2 separate regions of the Sus scrofa genome follow, and region 1 is linked to region 2. The links are chromatin contacts, called in public HiChIP or PLAC-seq maps. All regions are on one chromosome and are shown on one strand. The core of a region is the stretch at or near the end of the contact, and the rest is flanking DNA. Distances in the headings are between cores, read along the strand shown. Region 1 holds the start of FRYL (protein furry homolog-like). Region 2 holds the start of TEC (tyrosine-protein kinase Tec).

The links. HiChIP or PLAC-seq counts read pairs in DNA pulled down with a chosen protein or histone mark.
Region 1: an H3K27ac HiChIP or PLAC-seq map of alveolar macrophages shows a contact between it and region 2. The contact joins the promoter of FRYL here to the promoter of TEC in region 2. A contact is called at or near these places in 1 of 5 promoter capture datasets (fetal liver) and 1 of 2 datasets of contacts at active chromatin or transcription factors (alveolar macrophages).

What each region holds. Positions count from the first base shown.
Region 1 is chr8:38,743,828-38,750,582 of Sscrofa11.1, forward strand. It overlaps FRYL (protein furry homolog-like), which reads right to left and starts at 2,011. Exons shown (of 66, transcript XM_021101186.1): 1 at 1,882-2,011. OCIAD1 (OCIA domain-containing protein 1) reads left to right here and starts at 1,588. Exons shown (of 8, transcript XM_021101191.1): 1 at 1,588-1,610; 2 at 3,403-3,465; 3 at 3,918-3,998. The coding sequence starts at 3,408.
Region 2 is chr8:38,179,077-38,185,406 of Sscrofa11.1, forward strand. It overlaps TEC (tyrosine-protein kinase Tec), which reads right to left and starts at 3,183. Exons shown (of 18, transcript XM_013978657.2): 1 at 2,904-3,183.

The sequences.
Region 1 (6,755 bases), core at 761-3,260, 560 kb after region 2:
GAGAAGAAGTCATGTGACCATCTGGAGGAACAGTGTTCTAGAAGAAGGAGCAGCAATTACAAAGGCCCTGAGCCCAGAACCAGCTTATCATGTTCCAAGAGCAAAATGAATGTTAATTACTGTTAATGACCTTAGGGATATATTTGGGAGTATAAAGGTTTATGAGCCAAAGACTCTGTCCCAAAGAAGCTCTAAGCAAAAAGATCACAATATAGTGGCAGAACATTTGTAGTGACAGAAGTTCTCACAAAAGAAAGAGGTACTAAAAAGGAGGCATAATTAATTTTCTGAGGTGTATTTCAGAGAAGGGTTCACATGGGAGGAAATATAAAAGCAAGATTTGGAAATATCAATAGCATTGACAACACAGGCAGAAGGGTTGTGCTAGGAAAAACAACATACAGGGAACTGAGTACAAAGGGCTGCAGGCTGTTTCTTACAGTGAACACAAAACAGAAGAAAAGAGTTCCCTGGTAGCTCAGTGGGTTATGACCTGGCATGACAATGCGACACTGCTGTGCTACCATCACTGTTGTAGCTCCAGTTCAATCCCTGGCCCGGGAACTTCCACATACCACAGAAGTGGCCAAAATAAATAAATAAAACAAGAAAGTGAGGCTCAAGGGGACAGATGCCAAGCCATGAAAAGACACTCACAGTTTGTGCATGATCGAAATGCTCTAAGGAAGGAATCACGGGAGTTGATTTGTGTTTTAGATGGATCGCTATACCCTGTCTCTCTCTAAAAAATATTTGTGGGAGAATAAATTTGAGGCAGTGGAAAAGATAGAAGGATAGTGACAGCGGGCTCAGTAAGAGCTAAGAAATCTGAGAGGTTTGCAAGAGTTAATCAAAGGGGTAGGGGTTGATTGTTCACCGTGGAATCACCAATAACTTTTCAGTAACTGGCTCCTATCACGCACGCATTATCTGTAGAACGAATAATAACTGAATGGTGGCTGAGGACAGCAGCATGACATCTGACGAACAGAAGACATGAGCCCCCAAACTCTTCCATTAATAGAGAATGTAAGCCTCGTTTAAGGTGTGTTGCTTTACTCCTCACAACCGTATGAGGTAAATCTTATTTTCACTTTGCAGAAAAGAAAAACCCGAGGCTCAGAAACAGCAAGGTTGTACTATGCCTGAGGTACTAGAATTGGAAGTTAAAGCTCAAAAAGTCTGAGAGCCAGCCAAGTGCGCATGCTTAGTAATTACCTGCTACTGCTTAGCCTAGAGGCTCAAAGAATGAAATGAATTATGTAAACCGTAAACAGAGAAAGAGCCAAGAAAAATTTGTAATTGAACAACGGCCTAAATGCGGGGCTCCAAAACGTTCCTGCCAGCCGGTCCCTGGAAGATCACAACTACCCATCACAACAGCCTCAGGCCAAGCTTCCCGCGCCCTGAGGAGAGCCGGTGGGCGGAGCTCGGGTCCGCAGAGGCGGCTGGCGCAGCCGCAGTGCAGCTCGTGAGCGCCTCCGCCTGGACCCGGAAAGGGAGGAGGGGCGAGCCGAGGAGGACGGCGCTGACCGACGCAGGCGCACCTGTCTATTCCGAGGCTGCGTGCCTTGACACTCGGAGGGAAGGTCTTGACGTCATTTCCTTCCGTAAGCCCCGAATGCTTCCGGGTTGTAGTCATTTTGTGCCCGTATCTGGTTGATTTCTGGACGGTTGCTGCGGTGACCGCTCCCCACCCCCAACTTTGCTGCTGTCTCGCGCATCTCCCTCCCTCCCCCCACCCCCGACCCTGCTCGGGTTCCCTCCAGGCCTTCTGCCCCTGGTCGCTCGGGCTCGCCGCGCTGTCACCCGCTGCTGTCGTCGGGAGGTGGGTGAGGTGACGCAGAAAGCCCCGTTCAGCCCTCCTACCTACCCACTTACCATCTCCGCGCGGCCAGCCGTTCCCCTGCACCTTCCGCCATTTTCCCGTCTGCGAGGGTGGTCCGATCGCGCTTTTGGTCTAGGGCCCCTGCGTGCGGGTGACCAGGCGGGTGACCAGGCGGGTGACCAGGGCTGGTGAGGGAGCGTGTCTCGGGGGGTGTGGATGGGAGAAATTCATGGTGACGGATGTGTGTAGGTGTTGCGGGTGGGAGACGCAGTGGGTGGGGGATGGAATGCGGAGTCAATGGTCGTAATTCAGGTTTTTTCTTCGGGGTAAAGGGATTAAAATGAAGGCGTCTAAAGGGCCCTTTTCAGCCCTGGCAGTCTCTTTGTAGGTAGGATCCTGTTAACGAGAAAGAAGCGGTTTTCATTTTTTTCTTTTACTGTTGTTTTAAAATATAAGTAGTTCATTAAGCAACCTCCATCAATCCCTGAGTTCATTTGCCCTTTCCGTTTTTTTGTTTTTTTGTTAACAAAACAAAACATGCTTTATTTAGTTCTTTTATCCTTGGCCAAGGGATTGGCATGTAGTAGGCCCCCTGTTTTGATTTACTGCGTAAGTGGAAGGGCCCAGTAGCTATGGTCGTCTGACGTTTCCGTTTTCATTTAAATTGTTTTTAAGATGGGAGTAATCATGATCCTACCTGAACATTCTGTAACGCACGTAACTCTTTAATCTCTTGGTCGCTTAAGTCCGAAGGCATCGGTTAAAAAAATAGTGTTCTTGAAATACTATGAATTTTTTTTTTTAATCGAAAACCTAGGGAGGAAAGTTTACAGGATGCAGAATATGCTGTTAGCTTCATACCACAGGGAGAAAAATGTGACGTCGTTCTTATTTCGAGGTTTTTTTTTTTTTTTTTTTTTGGAGTACTGCTCTGTGGAAGAAGTTGTATGTTTCCTGATGATTATTTTATTTTTAAAAATGAAAGCCCAGAAATGACTTGGGGTTTTTCCTCTGTTTTGGAGAATTATCCTAATCATTGGGCATATATTTCTGAGAGGATCCAAACATAGGATCATGTGAAATAAACCAGCCTCTGGAGGGAAAATATGTTTTTTTAAAACATTGATAAATTTTTGTTTCTTAACTTGATGTAATCAATTGGTAAACACTAAAAAGCATCTATTCTGCATGATAATGTGAGAAAAAGGAATGTATATGTGCACGTGTGACTGGGTTACCTTGCTGTACAGTAGAAAATGGAACTCTGTAAACCAGCTATATGGAAAAGAAAATAAAAATCGTTGAGTAAAAAGACATTACAACTTAAAAGCATCTATTCTTTTTAAAGCACCTAATGAATAGTCAGTTCTAAAATAGTTAATGAATAAATAAAGTACTTAATAGTCTGACTTTTTATTTAGGTACTTGCTAAGTCAAGTACTTCAGAGGTAATGTTTAGTAAATATTCATTGATTTGTTGCCACGTGGACTAGTAATTTTTCTGTGCTTTGTGTTGATTAACTTTGGCCAATCTCAGTTGTTTCTAATACTTAACGTAAATGTTTTTGATGCAGGAAAGATGAGTGGGAGGGCTGAGTTTCGAGAGCCGAATGCAGAAGTTCCAAGACCAATTCCCCGTAACTATCATTTAAGTATTTATAATTAGAAGCGCTTTCTATCTAGTGACATTTTCACTGCCTTGAATAGCTGTAGCCACTGGTCTGGCTTCATGGGTGTGACCTGTGCGGTCACACCCACCCGCCCTTGGTTTAATGCTCTACTCTTGCCATCTTTACATCCTGAATGATTTGAAAATAAATAGATTCTTAATAGTTTGAACAAAGGGTCCCAAATTTTAATTTGCACTGGACCCAGCCCATTTTGTAACCAGTCCTGACTATAGCCAGGGAATACCACAGATTTTATGTTCCAAGTCAAAGTTTGTTAAAAGTTTATAAGCCACTTGTTCATTATTTCATTTATGAACATAAAATTATGAACATAATGAATATTTAGATACTAATGTAATTTTTTAGATTCAATTTTTCCCTGGGTATTTTAATGTTTGCTGATTTTCTTTGGTAAAAAGACATAGGGGCTGATTACATTCCAACTGAGGAAGAAAGAAGAGTCTTTGCAGAATGCAATGATGAAAGCTTCTGGTTCAGATGTAAGTTAAATTTTCTTTTTCTTTTTTTTTTTTTTTTTCCTTTTTTCTTTTTAGGGCCACACCCAAGGCATGTGGAGGTTCCCAGGCTAAGGGTCTAATTGGAGCTACATCTGCAACCCATACCACAGCTCAGGCAACTCCGGATCCTTAACCCACTGAGCGAGGCTAGGGATCAAACCCACAACCTCATGGTTCCTAGTCAGATTTGTTTCCTCTGTGCCGCAACGGGAAATCCGTAAATTAAAATTTCTAATCAGCAAAATCTGACCTTTAGTACCTGAAATTATAATGACTTCATATAGGAAAAAAAGGGCAGAGTTTTTACAGTAGTGTGGTTATTGCTACAAGAGTTTGATTAAGAAAGATGATGAAGTATTTTTGTTGGTAATAGTAATAACATTTATTTAGTATACATGGATTATATAAAAACAGCTGAGGCAGTTCCCATTGTAGCTTAGCTGAAACGAATCTGATTAGTATCCAGAAAGATTTGGGTTCCATCCCTGGCCTCGCTCAGTGGGTTAAAGATCTGGTGTTGCCATGAGCTGTAGTGTAGGTCGCAGACGCGGCTCGGATCCCAAGTTGCTGTGGCTGTGGTGTAGGCTGGCAGCTGCAGCTCTGTTTCAACTCCTAGGCTGGGAACTTCCATATGCTACAGCTGCGGCCATAAAAGCAAACAAACAAACAAAAAAACTGCTTAGTCTCTATTTTATCATTGTGAAATGTTATTAAACTACTACCTCTTGATTTCTGACAAGAGACCTTATATAAGATTTTATTTTAAAAGTACAGATAATGTTGAAAGCAATACAAAACATAATCTTCCTCTTGAACAGAACCCTGTCGTCGATTCCCTAGGTTACCGAAGTCCGATAAGGTAATTCTAACAAAAGAGCAGGATGGAATTATAAAAAGAGTGGAGGTGACAAGTAATTAAAGAGGATGTACATTTTCATCGGTCAGCCTGGTCTTTATGTGTACAGTAAGATACTGTGCTTAGAAGACATATTATGAGACATAGTCTTCGTCCTAAAGTAATTTTATAATGTATTTGGGACAAAGCTAACTTACAAAACTCTTAGAGAAAGATTAAGTGGGTAATAGCAATAGAAATTTTAAAAAGAGATAAATTGGTTGGAATTGATGTAGCTAAAAAAGGCTTTAGTAACCAAATGAGACCTAACAACTAATAGAGCTTTAAGTAAATGCAGAATAGTGGAGGAACATTTAGGTGAAAGCAATAGTGAGCAAAGGCAGAGTCTACAATAAGTTGATCTCTGCTGGAGCCTCAAGGCTGGACGATTGGAGTCTTTTGTTGGGGATAGAAAATGAACGCAATACCAAGGAGTAGGTTCTTGGGCTAAAGGGGTGATATGTAGAACTTTTAAAGGAGCATTAGTTAGCAGTGTGCAGGATGGGTTGGAAGGGTGAGAAGGTGTACAACTACTTGTGTCTGTGCCCAAATAATACACGTAATGAAAGAATCTACATAAAAGGGTGAGTTTAAGGTGTATTATATGTTACAGTAGTGCTCAATCTCTGGAATTGCTGAAAAGGTGTGTGAATTCATATTTGTTTCATGCATATTTTCTAGATTGTGTGACTATTTGATACATGTGTGCTACTGGTTTTCTAGGGAGATGGTATAGCAACTTAGAAGAGCATAAAGTCTGAGGCCTGACTGTCTGGATTCAAATTTACAGTACCATCACATTAGCTGTGAGACTTGGAAGAATTTCCTGATATGTCTGTGCCTCAGTTTCCTTATCTGTTAAATGGAGAAAATATTAACTATCTCATGGACTTGTTGAGATGAATTCAATTTAATTTATTATTATAAGTGTTAAGCTGTTAGTGTTATTGTGATTAATGGAACAAAATTTTCAATTTGAAAATTAGGAATTTAGAGAAACATTTTCCTAGTGTAAGAGGAATTTTAGAGAGCCTTGTGTTGAATATGATTGGAACCACGGTCAAAATACAAAATAGCATTTAGTCTGCAGTGTTACAGATTTGCTGAAAGAAACTTTATTTAGTAGACTCTGAAATGGGAGTCATGTAGTACAGTGGAAAAGGCCCCTGACATGGGAGTTAGGAGACTGGAATTTCCATCTAAGCTCTACCACAAACTAAGCATCTGTGTTACTTTGAGCAAATGACTTGTATTTTCTGGTATCAGTTTGCTATGATTAGGCTGAAGACTAGATAATCTCTGAAGTCTCTGAATTTTGCCTTGCTCTTTTTCTGTGACAGAATACATGAGTAGGAAGGAGACCTTAGTTCTAATCCGTTACTCTTTATTAGCATGAAAAGAAGTTAAGAGCTTTAGGCAAAGACATAGTGGTGAATGGCAGAACTAGTACTAGAATCTCCTTAACCGGAGTCTGCATTATACCATCTTGCCTTAAAAGGGGGGGGGTGGAGATGGGGGAAAAATACTATCCATTGTAGAGATAGCCAACTAATTCATTGCCTTTTATCCTTATATGATTCTTCAGCGCTTCATGTTGCAATCCTTGAACCAAGCTGAAGGAGAAAAATGATTACAAATTGATGCTGTAATTTAAAAGGATTATCCTTTGAAAAACCTTAAATAATAGTATTTGAAGGCATTCTAACAACCAACATTAGGTCATTTTTCCAGCAAAGGTAAAATCTTAGTAAGTGATAAAGCAAGTATTCAGTCCTTAGGGTTTCTACAGATCGTGTCTGGTGGCAAAGCTAATGCCCTATTCCAGAGTTGGAGATTTTAATCAT
Region 2 (6,330 bases), core at 1,933-4,432:
CAAGGAAAAGAAAAAGTTGTGCTTGACTTAGCTACGAATATTGGTCTAACCAAAATTACTGTTTAACCAAGGATGGGAAAATAGGGAAGCTGTGGTTAGGTTGGGGGTTAGAAGGAAAAAGAGAGCCAAGTCATCATCTTCCACAGCGGGGAGTCGACAGATAATGCTTCAAACTGAAAAATGCAACTACAAGTATCCACTAGGAGCAATGAATGCCAAAATAACCCACTCAAAGAATCACAAGTGTTTGTTTCTGGAGACAGAGAACTGTAATTTGGATGAAAAGTCTAAAAAACAAACAGAACTAAACGAAAAATCTATTTGCTTCTATGCCCATTTTTACGTGCTTTTGCTTTGTTTCCCTAATAACAACTTGGGAAAATTCCATCTTTGTTTCCCCCAACAAAAGAGAACATCATTTTCTACATCTAGTTCACTGTAGTGGTAGTCATCTGAGCTCTAAGCGGTCAAATGCAGTGGGAAAGTTAATAGTTATAATCCAATCCAAGGAAGAACTGGTTGAGCTAGGGCCCAGACACAAAGGCAAGCCCAGATGGAGGCAGGTTTGAAGGCGGAGGCAACTTCTCAGCCTCTCTCCTCTGAAGTTCTTTTCAAAGCTATTCTCACAGCACAGTTACACAGGACAGGGAAATTTTAAGAACTGCAAATGACCATGGACTAATTTCACTCCTTTCTAACAGACTCCGATGCCCAATTTATGACCCTAATCCAACCAAGGCAACTAGCCCCCAAAGTGGTTGATCTGGGTTCAACCTCAATTACTCCACGTTGCCTGTGTAGACTGGATAAAAGGCGTGCACAGGAAGGGCTCCGAAACAAGTGACACTGTCACCAACAGACATTTACTGAGCATCCATGCACCAGGCTGAAGGGCAACAGCCCTGTCAACTCTGGGGAGCAAGTGTCCTGCCCTGCACAATGAGATGATTCTCCCCAGGGGTGGGAACCCAGGGAGGGGTGGAGTAGGGTGGAAGTCAAGGAGCTGGAAGAGCTGGGGTGGGGAAGGGAGGCACCAACCGGGTCAACCTGGAAGAACCTGTAGGCAAGAGGTGTGCTTGGAGGCCCAAGGCCCAGGCCCTCAGCGCTCTGCATACACAAAGGAAGGTGGGGAGACCAGGATTCTTCCCCATGCAACGAGTGGCCAGACACTGCCCACAACCCCACCAGCCACCTTATTAAAGGGTCAACTTAGAGAGCAAAGGTCACTATTCTCCGATACAACTGTAAACAGGTTGATAGTTTGATAAGCTATCTTGATAACAGGTGGACAGTGCTAGAGCATATAGTAACATTATTCTTTCCTATTTGGAAAGATGTGAAAATTCTAGTTCAAGGACCAATGTGGGGCAAACGTCTTGCCAACTAGAGCACTGCACAGATTTGCATGTGTTTGCAACACTTACCCTATAGGGCTCTATACGGTCCCACAAACCAAAAAGTACACACCCCATGGGAAGAATCAAGATCATTAACATAAACACAATGCAGTAATCATCTAAAGCTGGCGAGAGAAGCAATACATTGATCAGATTAATTGGAGTATTGGGAAAGTATAGGTCTTGCCTAAACAATGAAAATGTACCTTAAACTAAAAACTATTCTCAAATACGTAATGAGAAAATTACACACACTTCTTTTCTCCACAGAAATCATGACACTCCAAACTACATGTGACTCTCGCCAGCTGAGCTACTAGCGTCACACACTAACCTGCTAAATCCTAAACTTATCTGGGAAACCTACTGTTTGGTTGGGGCTGTTTTTTCCTATCCAGCTCTTTAGGGGAGAATCATCTAGAAGAGAATAAATTCTCAGAATTTCCTAACAGGAAAAATGGGCACTCTCTGGAAAAACACAGGGTATATGCTGAAAACACTTAACTATTTTGGACCAGCTTCAAACCCACTTAGCCACCAGTCATCCTGTTGTTCCGACTTAACATTGAGACCCAAGCTTCTAATCAAATATTCCAGTCTCCAAAGAATGGCAATAGATGAGGCTGTTTCTGAACCTGATACACAGCAACGTGTTATTCTTCCATGAAAACGAAACAAACAAAAAAATCAAACCAAAAGGAAATTTAGGATCCGAGGGAAAGCTCACGCTGCCGCCGCCCCCCCCACACACACCGAGTCAAGGCCCTAGCTTTTCCAATATATTTATTCACCAGACCCCTTTTTTCAAGGTTCAAACACAATTTCCCAGATGAAAAACGTAAGGCTAGTAATGTGAGGCACTTAGGATACGTGCAACTCTGGAAAGTCTCGGTGGATTCTGCCAAGCCTCGGCGGATTCAATCAAGCTGAGAGAAGGAATCAACCCCGCGGCGCAGCTGAGAAGCGAACCCAATGCCGAATTTGCCGAGGGGCGGCCTTGGTCCAGAGACCCAAGGGGAAAGGGGCGGGTGTTCCTCGGTAGAGGCCAGTGCCCGAGCCCGAGAGGCGGAGAGGCGGCGGCCGCCGGAAGGCGCGGCTACGCTGGGACGTGCACCTGTCCCTTCCTGGACCGCAGGAGCAGGGGTCCTCACCTGCCGCGGCACGTCCCCACTCACAGCGGCACAGAAGAGAGAAAATCGTTTTTAGTTCCACGTCTCTGGGTTTGTAGAAGACTCCTCTTGGCGCGTGCATCTCCGTCCCCACCCTTCCCCGCCCAGAGTCGCCCAGTCCCCGGGCCGCCCTCGTCGGTCCTCGGCGCCCTTACCTGGCTGGAGTGCGCCGGCTGCGCCGAGCCCGGGAGACGTGAGGTCTGCCAGCGCCACGGAGTCCCGAGTCCCCCCCGCCCCTGCTCTCCGACCCCGCCCCTGATATCCAGCCACGCCCCTGCCCTCCGGCCCCGCCCCTGCGCTCCCCGCCCCGCCTCTCTACCGCCCCGCCCCCGCTCACCGAGACCGGCGGCGACCTGTTCCCACCGCCCTACTGCGGGTCTGAAACAAATGGCCAGAGTGGGTCGGATACGCGCCAGGGCTCCCGCGACCCAACTGGAGTATGGGGAGAGTCGAAGAAACTTCCCTGGTGTTTCGGACGGCGCGCTGGGCCTCCTCCCCCAACCCCAGAACCGCGGTGCGAGGATGAGGACACCCCCAGGCCGGGAGAACCCCGCGCAGTGCCACCTGTGGGTGACCCGGGGCTCTGTCGGAATTAGGTACCGCACCTCCCCTTCAGCTAACTCGTGGCAAGCCAGGTGGGTGATGCGGTGCGGTGGAGCGAAGCAACAAGTTTTACTAAAAGAATAAGTCTTTTTACTGTCAAACCTGAAGCAGCAGAGCGTATCTGAAACACTTACAGGGTCACGTGGCCTCACTATTGTAGTTACACTTTATTCACTCACTGAAGGATAACAACTGCCCTTATATAAGACTTAACTTTGTGCCAGGCACTCTTCTAAATGTATTACCCGCATTAACATGTCTAATAAATTTATGTTTTATCAGAATCGCCCATTATACATAGGCTGAAAATGAGGCACAGAGAGTTAACCTGCCTAATGTCAGCTAACCAGTAAATTGAAAAGCTGGGATTCACATCCCAGAAGCCCTCCTCCTGATTCCAGGCTCTGAACCACTGCTCTCCTGACTCACCAAAATTTGAGTGTCCATCTGTCCCATGAGCTGTTAGAAGCCCGCAATAATACAAGACGAGGTCTCGGCCCTGTGGCATATGGGAGTTCCCAGGCTAGGGCTCAAATAGGAGCTGTAGCTGCCAGCCTAAGCCACAGCAACACCAGATCTAAACCGCATCTGTGACCTACATCCCAGCTGGTGGCAATGCTGGATCTTTAACCCACCGAGTGAGGCTAGGCATGGAACCCACATCCTCATGGATACTAGTCAGATTCTTAACCCACTGAGTTGCAATGGGAACTCCTGCCTTGGACGAGCTTTTAGACTAGTGGTGGGGGGGTAGTCAATCAGTCATCAATAAGCAGGTAAAAGTGAAGCCATTGCACACCTGAGAAGCATCCTGACTAATTTAAAGCAGGGTGATAGAATTGAGAGTGATGAGGAAGGAGAGATGGCTCAGAGGAGGTGACACTGTAGCTGAGAGCTAAATGGTAGGGCAAGCCGAAAGCCTGAAGATGAAGCAAAGGGAAAGGCACATACATTAAGCATCATTGTGCCTTGTGCTTACTGGAGACCTAGAATCATGTCTTCCTATGTTATCTCTCGTTTGATCATTCAGTAACCCTTAGAAGAGGTCTGATAAGATTCCATTTTCCAGAGGGGGAAAAAAAAATCTAATGAATAATGATTTGCCTAAAGTCATACAATGCATTAGAGAAAGGATTAGGGGGTAGGGGAGGGGTGGGAAGAGGGCACAGGTTTGAACCAAGGCTTTTTGATTCCAAAATCCTCTTCCACTGAGGTGAGGGCCTCAAGTATGATGACCTATCAGAATAAATCCTGTAAAATGTCCCTTTTGTGATCTTCTTTCCTCCCTGCCCCAGTCTCTTCTGCCTTCTGTTGACTAGTTGATATAATTTCCCTCAGGGCAGGTGTTCTTTGAGGGAACAGAGGTTAGGAACTTTTTTCCAAAGGTGCAAAAAATTGTGTGTGTGTGTAGAGGGGAAGAGTTGTAATCATATAATTATGGTAATAAAGTTGGTTTTCTCCCTAGACAAAATGCTCACACACATATATATGTGTAAGTGAGAGGACTTAGAATTTTCATCAAATTGACTGATCCAGAAAAGGTAAGGGAGTTCCTGTTGTGGCTCAGTGGGTTAAGAACCCAACTAGTGGATATGAGTTTGATCCCTGGCCTCTCACTTAGTGGGTTAAGGATCCCGTGTTGCCACAAGCTGCAGTGTAGGTCACAGATGTGGCTTGGATCCTGTGGCTGTGGCTGTGCTGTAGGCCAGCAGCTGCACCTCGGATGCGACCCCTAGCCTGGGAACTTCCATAAGCCACAGGTGCGGCCCTAAAAAGTAAAATAAAATAAAAGAGAGAAAGAGAGAGGAGTCTGTTTTGTCATTCTTAGTTCTCAAGAAAACCAGAGAGGACTGATGTGTGAACGAAACATCTAGATCAGCATAACTCTTTATCAGTGATAATTGAGGTAGTTTCCACAGTGCTATACTGTTTCCTGGTGAAAGCAGTCTCTGTAGTGCCAATCAAATAGTATAATTAGGTGGTTAGTACTGGTTTAATCATCTCCGAAGCCTGTGATGGAGAGTGTTGGCATTGGTTTTCAGCAGTGTTGTTAGAGAGACTGTAAGGGAGCTTGAGCTACATTGACAGAAAGGTGTAAAACTGAACTCAGGATGTGGTAGGCTAAAAAAAAGTTTCATCTCTACCATTTCCTATATGAAATGGACAATAGCTTTCATGGAAAACAGAATGCAACGTTTAGGCTTATGTAATGAAAACTTTTATGTTGAGCCCGTTCACAAGAAGGAATCTGGTGGTGGACCTAAAAAGATTTCTCCCTCTTTCTCCAAAGAGAAGATTCAAACAGTATTATTGCTGCTCTCCTTTTTTAATAAAATTGAGATACAGAAGGAAAGGGGCATTTATGACTTAATAAAATTGAGGTACAGAATAAAAGGGGCATTGATAACTTTATGATGAAGAAAGACAAGGATTCCTTTCTTATCAGATATGCACATGGCTGCTATAAAATTTGTATGTTTAGGAGTTCCCACTGTGGTGCAGCGGGTTAAGGAGGTGGCATTGTCTCTGCAGCAGCTAGGGTTGCTACTGAGGCACAGGTTCAACCCGGCCCAGCAGTGTGGGTTAATAAGGATCCAGCATTGGCACAGCTGTTGGGTAGGTTGTAGCTGCAGCTCAGATTTGATCTCTGGCCAGGGAACTTCCATATGCCTCAGGGGCAGACACCCCCAAAAGTTATATGTTTAAGTAAGCAATACCAGGTTGACATAATTTTAGTTCCTTGAGAAAAGAAAATACATCTTTTTAACTTGCACATACATTCCACACCGTGCATAAGAAGACACAGAGTCAATGTGAGAAGTTTGTAAATAAAGTGGTGTTTGGTATTTGGAGCTTCTCCTACTCTTTTTTGTACATCTCTGGCTTCCTTTTGTAACTTTCTTCCCACCCATGGACCAAGCCCATCCTAGATGAATGGATAGTAAATGTTTGTTGAATGAATGAATGATGACAACAATGATGCTAATAATGCAGGCATCAGTCTTATAATGAATCTGTTCCTACGTGAAGATTACTACTTCACTGTAGTGGTATGATGTATGTCTGCCTCTCTTTCCATCATGTAGATGAAAGTAGTTGCTTCTTTTGAACTAAATGGAAGAAAAGAGTTTGGGATGCAAAATGTTGGACACAAAATCAAA